Linked DNA regions of Sus scrofa: region 1 is linked to region 2. The links are chromatin contacts, called in public HiChIP or PLAC-seq maps. All regions are on one chromosome and are shown on one strand. Each heading gives the region's core, a stretch centred on a gene start, on an enhancer-like site or on the middle of the called end of the contact. The rest is flanking DNA. Distances are from core to core; before and after follow the strand shown. Region 1 overlaps TPRG1 (tumor protein p63-regulated gene 1 protein). Region 2 has its middle 84 kb from the start of LPP.

What was found. HiChIP or PLAC-seq counts read pairs in DNA pulled down with a chosen protein or histone mark.
Region 1: an H3K27ac HiChIP or PLAC-seq map of alveolar macrophages shows a contact between it and region 2. The contact joins two enhancer-like sites. A contact is called at or near these places in 1 of 47 Hi-C or Micro-C datasets (subcutaneous adipose tissue) and 1 of 2 datasets of contacts at active chromatin or transcription factors (alveolar macrophages).

Annotation. Positions count from the first base shown.
Region 1 is chr13:126,697,696-126,703,352 of Sscrofa11.1, reverse strand. All of the region lies in intron 2 of TPRG1 (tumor protein p63-regulated gene 1 protein), which reads right to left. Among named protein-coding and RNA genes, the nearest start is that of TPRG1, 170 kb to the right of the region's middle. Within about 2 kb of position 2,877, at least 16 of the 83 cell types and tissues checked have an H3K27ac peak or open chromatin away from gene starts, as enhancers often do. A contact at or near this core is called in alveolar macrophages, where this site is marked.
Region 2 is chr13:125,695,950-125,701,669 of Sscrofa11.1, reverse strand. No RefSeq gene overlaps it. Among named protein-coding and RNA genes, the nearest start is that of LPP, 84 kb to the left of the region's middle. Within about 2 kb of position 2,904, at least 10 of the 83 cell types and tissues checked have an H3K27ac peak or open chromatin away from gene starts, as enhancers often do. A contact at or near this core is called in alveolar macrophages, where this site is marked.

The DNA.
Region 1 (5,657 bases), core at 1,628-4,127, 1.0 Mb before region 2:
CTTTTGATCCAGGTCCCAAGCCAAGCACTGAAACCTCCATCCTTCAAGGAGGTCAGAGTTTTTTGTTTTTTGGGTTTTTTTTGTTTTGTTTTGTTTGTTTGGCCACCTGGTCCAGGAACCAAGCTGCAGTTGCGACCTACAACCCACCTGCAGCAACACCAGATCCTTAACCCAATGTGCCCATTGTTTAACAAAGGGAGACAAGCATGAGTGAGTAACATATGTGATCAACTGAGTGACATATGTGAGCAGTGGATATTCATACACACTGCACAGTGTGCAAAAACCCCCTCCTCCACCTTGCTGTCTTTATTAAGGGCTTTAGGTTGAGGGACATTTCCATTTTCTCTAATAAAACAGAGAAGAACCCCAACCCATTCATTCTAAAGTGTGATATTCACTCTCTTAATGTTTATTGAACTTGGCTCTGGGTACCTAAAAGGACACTGGCCAGTGTGTCCTCAGGAAAATAACAATTAACTTAAGTAATGCGGGCCAGAGTTGATGCAAAAGTAATTGTTCAACCGTGTGGAAAATTCTGTGTACATAATCAAGTCCTGGGAAAAGTCTCAGTGAAAGTTAACATCTTTTTTCTGAAAGACTCCAAGAAAAGGTGGGGGCCTGAGTTGGAAAGATGTGGCAGATGTCAGCTGCCAGATGGCGAGAAGGAGGCAGTTCCGGACACAAGCTTGAAACAGAGAAGCTAGTGTGGGAAGGTGAGAGCAAACTGACCCCATCATGCAGCAAGAGTGGGCAAGGCGTGAGGAAAGACAAGGAGCAGGAGAAAGAATTAGAGGAAATGCTGTTGGGTGGGTGGCATTTGTGTTTTGCATTTGAAAGTGTAGATCTGAAAGGGCAGGAAGATAACCACATTGGTGGAACAAAGCAGCCTTTGGCCATGGCGGGGAGGGGAGGACCAGTCACACTTGATCAGCTCTTGGATTGAAATCTCTCTCCTTGTGGCAAATGCCATCCAGAGGCTACATGTCTTAACAGAACAGAAAGACCTGCTCCTGTAGATCTCCATAATTCAGTCACTACTCAGATGGCTCTTGAATGCTTTCCCAGAATTCAATTCTTAGAATGAAAGCAATGATTTGCATGTCATTAGTAAGAGCCAAAAGATTCCTTCTCAAAACTCCATCATAGATGGTCTGTGGGTTGAGGATGGCACGTAAGTGTAGATACTGAATGTGAGTTAATATATTGGCCAGCAGACAAATGATGCTTCATAGACACTCAGAGATAGCTGGTCTCTAGCCACCTTCCTACATATTGTCCTCAAGCAGTAGGGACAGGGAACGGGTGATATAGGTTTTGTGCATAAGAAAGTTAATTTATTCATAAAATGGGAGTTACCATAAATGGGATCTTCAGAACTATCAGCAGCTCTAGTAAAAAGCATGGGAAAGAAGTCAATTGGAAAAGGCTATATCCTATATGATTTCAACTATATGACATTTTGGAAAAGGCAAAACTTTAGAGAGAGTAGAAAAGTCAGTGGTTACCAAGGAGTGGGGAAGGGATACATAGGCAGAGCACAGAGTATTTTTAGGGCAGTGCAACTCTAATGCAAGCTATGGACTTTGGTTGATTATGATGTGTCAATGGAGGTTCATCAGTTGTAACAAAGGGCCACTCTGGTGAGGAAGCACTGATCATGGGGGAGGGTGTGCATGTATAGCTGTAGGGAGGATATGGAAAATCTCTCCTAATCTTCCTCTTAATTTTGCTGTGAACCTGAAACTGCTCCAAAAAAAATAGAATATTTTTTGGAGGTCTCGTGGTGGCACAGCAGAAACAAATCCAACTAGGAACCATGAGGTTCCCCTGGCCTCACTCAGTGGGTTAAGGATCCAGAGTTGCTGTGAGCTGTGGTGTAGGTCACAGACATGGCTCAGATCTGGCGTTGCTGTGACTGTGGTGTAGGTCGTCAGCTATAGCTCTGATTAGACCCCCTAGCCTGGGAACCTCCATATACCATGGGTGTGGCCCTAAAAAAAAAAGAAAAATAGAAATTTTTTTAAAATGAAAAATAGCAATTTTTGATTAAAAGATAGGAAAAGATCTGGAGCCTAATATATAAAGACCTATGTCAGGAGAGACAGGATAGAGTTACCTCTAAAACCAGAGCATGTGTGTCATGTTAGCTAAGGGACACTCCACAGGAGTAGGTATCAAACCAGGTTCTGCTGGGCCTTAGATATTGCCCCCAAAGCAGCTATATGTACCAAGGATGGGAGAGGTGGAGTGGGAGACAATTCTTCCACTTCCGTCTGAATATCCATGGTTTCACTTAGTTCACATAATGGATTTCCATAGGAGACTTCTGCTAACAAGAGGATCTGGATGCTTTGAAAGCATATATACAGACGCTTGTTGTCTGTATTGCTTTACCACCAAAATCTGACTCCATCTTTTTCCTTCTAACTAAACTTGAGCGGACTCACTGCCTTGCTCAGACATTCAAGGTCCTTCACGGTCTGGCCTCAACCTTCTTCCAGCTTTTACCTATAGCTGCTTTCCCATGTTCCTTTCTTACCAACCAGACTACCTCACAACTTACTCTTTACATTCCTAAAACGGTACTTTTCAAGTTATAATTACTTGCTAACATGTCAAGTTCTTCCATTAGACTGGGAGCTCTTCAAGGGCAAGGACCATGTTTTGTTCATTGCCTCTTTGTTAACGAACAGGAGGAAAAAGCCTGGCCCCTTCTCAGTTGTTTCTTGCAAGAACTCTCAAAAATGCAGTGACCAGAAGTTCCCACCAGATGGCAGTGTGTGGACATTTTTCCCCTTACCAATCAGAAGGGAGAGGAAGGGTTTACAGCAAATTGCTTTTCATTTCCGTCCTTGTGAGACTGACAAACAAATCTCCTCAGACATCAGGACTTGTAACTGGGCAGGTGAATTCACATCGCTGAATCAGAATCTCAGGTGGCCCTTGTATTCCCTAGATACCTCTTCTCTCTAAAAATATTCCTTCTGCAAGCTGAAAAAGGATTATACTGTTCTGTGTTCTAGGACGGAGGAACTTGGAGTTGAGTCTGATTGTCACAGGCACAAGGTGACCATGTTTTCAGCAGTGAGGAAAAATGGTCACCAACACCCACTGATTGCTGCCATCTGTTGAGGTTCCTTCACCTCCTGCCCACCCCCATCTGCAAGACCCAGGCTGCAAGCAAAAGTCAGCCAAACATGCCAGCTAACTTGTGAAAATGGCATCTTCTCTGCATTCTTGTTTCTTTTCCCATTTGAGACCACGGAGCTGGTTGGCTCAGGAGAGCTGCAGGTGCTCTAATCACAGAGCCCCTCGCCTCTTTACATGGGGACCCTGTGCTCTGCTCTGAGCTTCTCAGAAGCAAAGGGTTCCCAAATGGAAGACATTCCCAGTCCAAATGAAAAACAAGGAGAAACATACCCAAAGGAGCTCCCAACTAAAAATGCTCAGGGGAAAAAAGGACCTCACTTTCTCACTTCCATCTGTTTCTGTGTATCTCTACCCTCACCACAGTCTAAGAAGCCACAAACTTCCCTTCTTGCTCCTTTGAAATCTGCTGTGTTGCCTTGACAAACTAGATGCTCTAGTTTCTCTAAACGTTACTTATTCCTAGGGATTTCTCCATCCTCCACTGCTAGAGCAGAGGTTATAAGGGGATATGAGTCAATAACATTCTGGAGAGTTCAACCTATTTTAACAAAACCATCTTCCAAGTCCCTGTAGATGGGCCTCACTGGGCTGACTCTGCCCCACCCTGGGCAACAGGCTTCATTTAATGATACCAGGATGGTTAGCACCCAAGTTCTAGTGTCAGCAGACCTGGGTCAGATTCTAACTCTGGGTCAAATTCTGACTCTAATTGTGTGATCTTGTGGGAATTTCTTAGCCTCTCCAAATCTCAGCTTCCTCAGCAATAGAATGGGGAAAATATCTACACGTCACAGAGGGAGGTTGTGCCAATTAAATAAGGCAGGTAAAGAGTTTAGCATGGTGCCAGTTCAAAGGGTACTAAATAAATGCTAAGAATCACTGCTAGCATCAGCAGAAATACTCTGCAGAAGACACGGCTCCCTAGAAGTAATTCTTAGTGTTACACTCAGCACAGCTTCAGAAACATTTAAAGAATCCAAAAGCTCTTCACAAATCATGTCGGGACCCATCCCTTAAGTGAGATCCATATTGCTCTCACATACTTATTCTTTCTTTCAGTAGGACTTAGCTGAGTATATAAGCTGTGGCAAGCTCAGGCAAGGCCATGAAGACACCAGGATATATGAGACATGGTTTCTGTCCTCAAGGAGCTCACAGTGCACTGAGAAGCCCACCCCTAAGCAATTATAATATAGTGGGATCCGTGCTGTTATCTGGGTGTACGCAAAATACAGCAGACACAGAGGGAAGGACCCAGAGAACTGACCCACCTTGCAAGACACTGCTAGTCCTTTATGCTCTAAGCCTTGACTTCCTGGATGTGTCTGCTTCCCAAAATAACTGTCTCCCTGACAATATATTATGATAACTTATATCTCTAAACTTGGCACGGACTAGTCTCTCTTAATGGAATACCTTCCTGCCTAGAAAACTCCTACCAATTCTCCAAATCTCTAACTAAAAGTGGTGCCACTTGTACCAGAGCAGGACAATATGGTCCTTCCCCACCCCACCCCCATGTCCTCTGCCTGCCTTTTGTCTGTAGAAAAACTTTAGCCAAAGAATATGTTTAATAAGAGAGGTGAGAAAATGCAGAAGCAAATGAAAGAAATCAAACAAGACCAAATAATAATAGTTTAGTCACTAAGCAAAGTCAAGGACATTTAGTGCCTCCTCAAGGGCTATAGATTATATTCTGAGCCATATCCCTTAAGCTGTTTTTAGAGACTGAAACCCCCACCAGGTGGAAGAAGTTAACTCCATGATGACCAAACTGTAGCCATAACATAAGCTGTCATGATTCCAAGAACTGGTCTCAATGAAATGAGAATAAACTGACTCTGGAACTGAAGATTAACTGTACTTGAAACCAGGAAGATGATGCTGATCAGACCACTGCATGACCATTTTAAGATGACTGTCACAGTTGACTCTGCTATTTTTGTGGGTAGGCCTCTCTCTCTGTACATAAAAGCTCTTGCCTACTGTAAATGGAGGGAGATGGCCTTTGGATTTGAGTTTTACTTCTCCCCCCATGGCCAGACTCCAGAATAAAGCAAACTTTCCTTTTCACAAACCTTGCATTAGCTTTTGGGCAGTGAGCAGTCAGACCCCACTTTGAATAACACTGTGATAGGTCTTCCTCCGTCCCCCCAAGGAGACTTGGGAGCGTCTTCTCCCCAGCAACTATGATCTCACTGAACGTGAGGGGCACACACTTCTACTTTGGCCCCAGCACTTGACTCTGTGTCCAGCACAAAACTAGCCTTCAGCAATAGTGATGCACAATGGAGCCTCCCTCATGGCACCACCATGCCTGCCCTGTACCGTGCTACCTGGCACAGCCCTCATTCAGTCAGTCCAGGGAAAACAGCTCATCTATGGAAGGTCCACTGTCCATCAAGTCACCCAAATCCACTGCAGGAGGAGAGAAAGTTTTCTAATGTCATCCAAAATTTCCCACCAGTTTGAGCCTGGTTTTTCCCTTTAGAACAGTGCAAAAT
Region 2 (5,720 bases), core at 1,655-4,154:
TGTGGGTTCAGTCCCTTGTCTTGCTCAGTGGGTTAAGGATCCACCATTGCCGTGAGCTGTGGTGTAGGTTGCAGACATGGCTTGGATCCTGCATTGCTGTGGCTGTCATGTAGGCCGGCAGCTGTAGCTCCAATCAGACCCCTAGCCTAGGAATCTCCATATGCCTTGGGTGTGGCCCTAAAAAGCAAAAAACAAAACAAAACAAAAATAAAAACAAAAAAACCCACAAAAACTGATCTGCTTTGTGTCCCCTTCAGACACAGGCTCTTGGATTACTGAACCTGGAAGTGATTATGGAAGCCAACTAACTCCTTATTTTATTCTTTTTAATTTTTATAATTGTATTTGTTTGTTTGTTTATCTTATTATTGCCATACCTGCAGCATACAGAAGTTCCCAGATTAGGGGTTGAATTGGAGCTGCAGCTGCAAGCCTACACCATAGCCACAGAAATACCAGATCTGAGCCACATCTTCAACCTATGCGGCAGCTTTGCAGCAGCACTGGATCCTTAACCCACTGAGCCAGGCTAGGGATTGAACCCACATCCTCACAGACCTTATGTTGAGTTCTTAAACCACTGAGCCACATTGGGAACTCCTAGCTCCCTATTTTAAAGAAAAGAATATTGAGAGCCTGAGAGGCAATGAACTGGCTCGAGTCCTTTAAAGTGCATTCTAAATACTGTACCAAGTCATCCAAGGATGGGGGTAAAGAGAGAGAGAAGGATATTTCTGATATTATATATTGGTGAGTGCATAGCCAGACCTGTGTCAAATATATCTGCGATTAAAAATTCTTAGAGGGGAGTTCCCGTCGTGGCGCAGTGGTTAACGAATCCGACTAGGAACCATAAGGTTGCAGGTTCGGTCCCTGCCCTTGCTCAGTGGGTTAACGATCTGGCGTTGCCGTGAGCTGTGGTGTAGGTTGCAGACGCGGCTCGGATCCCGCGTTGCTGTGGCTCTGGCGTAGGCCGGTGGCTACAACTCCGATTCAACCCCTAGCCTGGGAACCTCCATATGCCGAGGGAGCGGCACAAGAAATAGCAACAACAATAACAACAACAACAAAAGACAAAAAAAAAAAAAAAAAAAAAAAAAAATTCTTAGAGGCTTGTGGAAGAACAAGGTGTGAGAAATGAAAGGCGAGAGGAAAAAAAAAAAAATCACATCCAACTTCCACTGTCAGAAAAAGTATTTTTTTCCCCTTTGGTTATATTGTCTTCACTCAAATGTGCTATTGCACAGCAGAGATAAAAATTAATAGCTTTGTTTCCTGTGATCTCTTTATCAGCCAAAGTACAGGACCGTGGCTCTCAGTCCTTTTAATGGAAAAACTGAGTTTGTATTATCGGTGATAAGGCTGTGTCAGGCGTTATTTTATTCTCTTATCTCCCTTGTTCAAGGTGAGGTGTTCTAGCCCTGATGGATGAGCAGGGCGACCGTGACTCTGATGTTTCCTGTGCCTTGATCTCACTTTACCTTTGAAGATAACTGTGGCAGGTGAGATGGGACTGGGGCCGGTGGATTCTGAACACAGATCCCAGGAAAGGCTGTGATGGCTGGAGTCCTTGGCATAGGAGGCTGGGACAGGTAGCTTGAGAGCTCTGCAGACTCTGTCACATGGCCCAAGTCACCTACACAGCAGAAGCTTTCACACCTCCTCCAGGAGAGTTTATTCATCAAACACTAACTGGTATTCTCAGATGTTCCCAGCATAGTGTCTGATAGGGAAAGGTGAGTCATGCCAGTTCCTGCAACACTAGGGACGCTCCTGGCGACCAAGGGTTGCAAGTTTAGTTACACGGGAAGGAGGCTTAGTCACATCCTCCTGCCCTGGGTTCCAGAGCCCATCTACCAAGCTGCGCTTCAGCTTCTGTCATGGTGTGTGGTCATTTATTTGTCTGCGTGTCTGCTTCTCCTTTTAGAACGTGTGTTCCTCTGGAGCAGAGACCAGATCTTAGACTGGTCTCCAGTCTGGCTTCAGCGCACGTTGAAATATAGTCAATGTTTGTGTACTGAATTGATATGTGGGCAAATTCATTTATTCATCTGTTCATTCATTCACTCATCATCCAATGTCCATTTGCTGATCTCCATTATGTTACAACTCCCTCTAATACCAGAGGTTTAAAAAAGCAGTGGCTTTGGAGTTCCCGTCATGGCTCAGTGGTTAACAAATCCGACTAGGAACCATGAGGTTGCGGGTTCGATCCCTGGCCTTGTTCAGTGGGTTAAGGATCTGGTGTTGCCGTGAGCTGTGGTATAGGTTGTAGATGCGGCTTGGATCCTGCATTTCTGTGGCTCTTGTTTGGGCCGGCAACTACAGCTCTGATTAGACCCCTAGCCTAGGAATCTCCATATGCCACAGGTGCGGCCCTAGAAAAGGAAAAGAGACAAACAAACAAACAAACAAACAAACAAACAAAAAGAATCAATAGCTTTACTCTGAGTCTCAGCGGTGGCTCATGCAGGAGGAAAAGAAAGTCCTGTCCCAGCCCCCTCGTCACACCCACAGAGACCCCTGGCTTCTCATCCTTTGTCAGCCCCAGTGGTAATTCAGAGCTGGCTGTGGAAAAGACCCCTCAGATACTGAAAAATGAGTTCTGGAAAAAAGTCTTCCCATATACCCTGTCTTCCTTCTTCTATTTAGAACAATGATTTCCTCCCTTTATTATGTTCCTGAGACACTGGAGGAATGGCTTGGCAAGCCATGGAACCAATCCCCAAATTGTCATCCTCTGATGGCATCTACATTTCCCTAGAAGCCCATGTGGAGCCCAAGAAGACTGCATCCTCAGCAGGGGCTTTCTTACGGGGATTTTATGGTTATTGGCTAGAAAGCCAACGAGGCAACGGTCACGGGCTAAAGAGCCAAAGAAAGTCCTCCAGGCTTGCATGACTCAGCCCCAGGAGTGGCTCACTGCATGTTAAAATCAAGGGATGTGCTGAAGCAAGGCAAGGCACAGGAAGCTATCTGAGATAAAAGACATCATCTATCAAAATGCAATTCCAGACTCCTCTTCTAACTCCTGGCGGGAAGGAATTGAAATAATCATGGTCTCTCCTTTGAGCTGGTCAAAGTCACGGAGCCCTGAGGTCCTGGGAGTGTCTTGGCAGGAGTGATCTTGGACAAGTCCTTGACCTGTTCAGTTTTCCAGGCTCTTATCTGTCAAATGAACAGGCTGATTAATTCCCAAGGTGTTTGTAAGCTCTGACAGTGAATTCTATGCTATCCAACTGTTTTATGATTCCTGGATATCCTGAGGTGAATTTCCAGGCATAAAGTCCTTGTCTTATGATTCCCCCAATGTACGTCTGGGTGGCCTGAACCCCCGTCTCTACATGAGGCCCCATATATCCATTAGCAGGATCTGGGAGACCAGCAGAAGAAACCCTTCTCCTCCAGGGCCTGACACTGTGTTAGCAATGACCTCTGTGGAGTTTAAGCTGAATACTGGACCAAGAAGTCGAACATGGGTTAGTGTCTACATCAACTATGACTCACTTAATCCCTTAAGGCTCATCTCTGATGAACCCTCTTTTATGAAGCTTTCCCAGATTCCATCTAGAAGATTCTGTTCCTTCCCTGTTCTCCTCTTAGTTTGCTTATCAGTTTGTGAGGGGTAGGGGCTAGCAGGCAGAGTCACATAGCTTCCCACAGATCCCAGGAGAATTTTGTGCATGGTAGGAGCTCAATAAACATGAATCAGCAACCTGAGGAATTTGCGATCAAGATTTGAATTAGGTAGGGATTTAGATTGACAGGTAGACAAACAAATTTCTATAATCTCCTTGGTGCTGGGTTAATGACTCTCAACCTGGAATCCCTGGAGCCCAGAGGTCTATTTGGGTAGTAATGGGAGTAAGGAGGGAGTAGAGAGAATTACTGGATTGTAATGACAAAGCCCAACTCATGTTGGCTAAAGCAGAAATGGGGCGCTTCTTGGGGGCAGAGCTGGCTTCTGGTTTGACAACCAAGGCCTTGAGCTGTTGTCAGCTTCTATTCTCTGGCTCTAATCTTTACCCCCTTCTGTTCTGGTTCAATGCTTGGGCACACCCTCGTGGTGGCAAAACAGCAGATAGCAACCCCAGGGAAAATGGAAACCCATTTCTTCCCTAACTTTTTCAAAAGTGTGCTGGGCTTATCTCTCAAAGTTTATTGTGAGTTAACAACCCTTGTAGCCAAAGAGGAAGTGGAGTTGGGTTGATTTTGGTTCAAGTCCTTTCCTGGAGCTGGGGAAGTTCTGGGGACTGACGTGGGGGAAGGTGTTTCTAAAGAAAAAAGAAAGGGAAAGGAAGGAAAAGGGGGTGGTGCTGTAACCAGAAGAAAGGAGATTAATACTATGGTAAAATCCATAAATTGGTGTCTTCAAAATATTTTCAGTGTTTCAAAAAGCCTAATAGAAACCCTTGTTTTACTAATGTTGAAGTCATAGATGCTAATTAACACATCAATTTTTTTTTTGCCTTTGACTGAAATTATATCAACTCAGTTTAAAAAGATTAGATCTTTCTTTCTCTCTCTTTTTTGGCTGCACCTGCAGCATGCAGAAATTCCTGGGCTAGGGATCACACTTGTGCCATGGCAGTAATAATGCCAGATCCTTACTCAACTGAGCCACCAGGGAACTCCTGAAAATGTCTTATTGATCAGAAGCACTTTTTTTTTTCCCCCTATCAGAAGCACTTTGCCTCATAAGGAATGGAAAGGAAAATTAATTTCTGGCACATCCCATTTAATAACACAGATTTGTTTTAACTGTAATTACTGTGACTTTTCCCCTTGAAACTTGTATTTGTATCATACATATCATATCATAAATATTTCTATCTGGCGTCCAAGGTTAGTGTATGCTCTTAGCCATTACAAGCCAAATAAAATTGAAGGTGCTCTTTCAGCCAATAATCATTACTGCTTCACCCTACAAGTGGTTCTCAGCCAATGGGCGCTCCAACAGCAGTTTGAAAATTGAGTCATGGCAACTTGTGTTTTTCCCCTCTGGGACCCTCTCTTTCCGCCATATATGTTGTGCTCTAGTTCTTGCTTTGCTGTGGGAGTCTAAGCATTGGAGGAAGATGAAGAAACAAAGTTGAGTAACTTACTGGGGCTTAAAATGCAAAACTCAGGAGGCCTTCAAAGAAAGTGTCCAGAGTCAAGATGTAGAAGTAATTAGGCAATTGTGGAAATCTTTAGACATCAGGGAGGGCCTGGTGAGCACATCTGAGCCCAGGGGGGGAAATCCTGTAATTATAGGTAGGAGAAGACAGGGCAAGGGCAAGTCATATCTTTAGGGCATCAGAAGGAACCAGAAGATCCATTGCCTAGGAGAGCCTGAGGCTGGGAACAAGCTCTTTTTCTGGTCAAGTTACAATAGCTGGCTCTCTCGTTTTAAGGGTTCACAAATCCTAAAGAAAAAATTTTTTAACTGCTTTATGTAATCATTAGGATATCTTAAGGAAGGAAAAAAGAACATCTCTGCCTAGTATTCCTTATCTTCAAGGAACTCACTCTCTGCTCAGTTTTGTTTTGTTTTGTTTTTTTTCCCCTCTGTGGTTCAAGTTGCTTAATCTGGAGCATCATCCTGCATAGTGTTCTTTAGATCCAAGGCAGGAATAGGGTCTAGAGAACCAGGCACTTCCTGGATCTTCCTGCCTGAGGACAGACGGTGAGCTGCAGAGACAACGTCTGAGGACCTGCAGTCGAGAAAAGGAGCACAA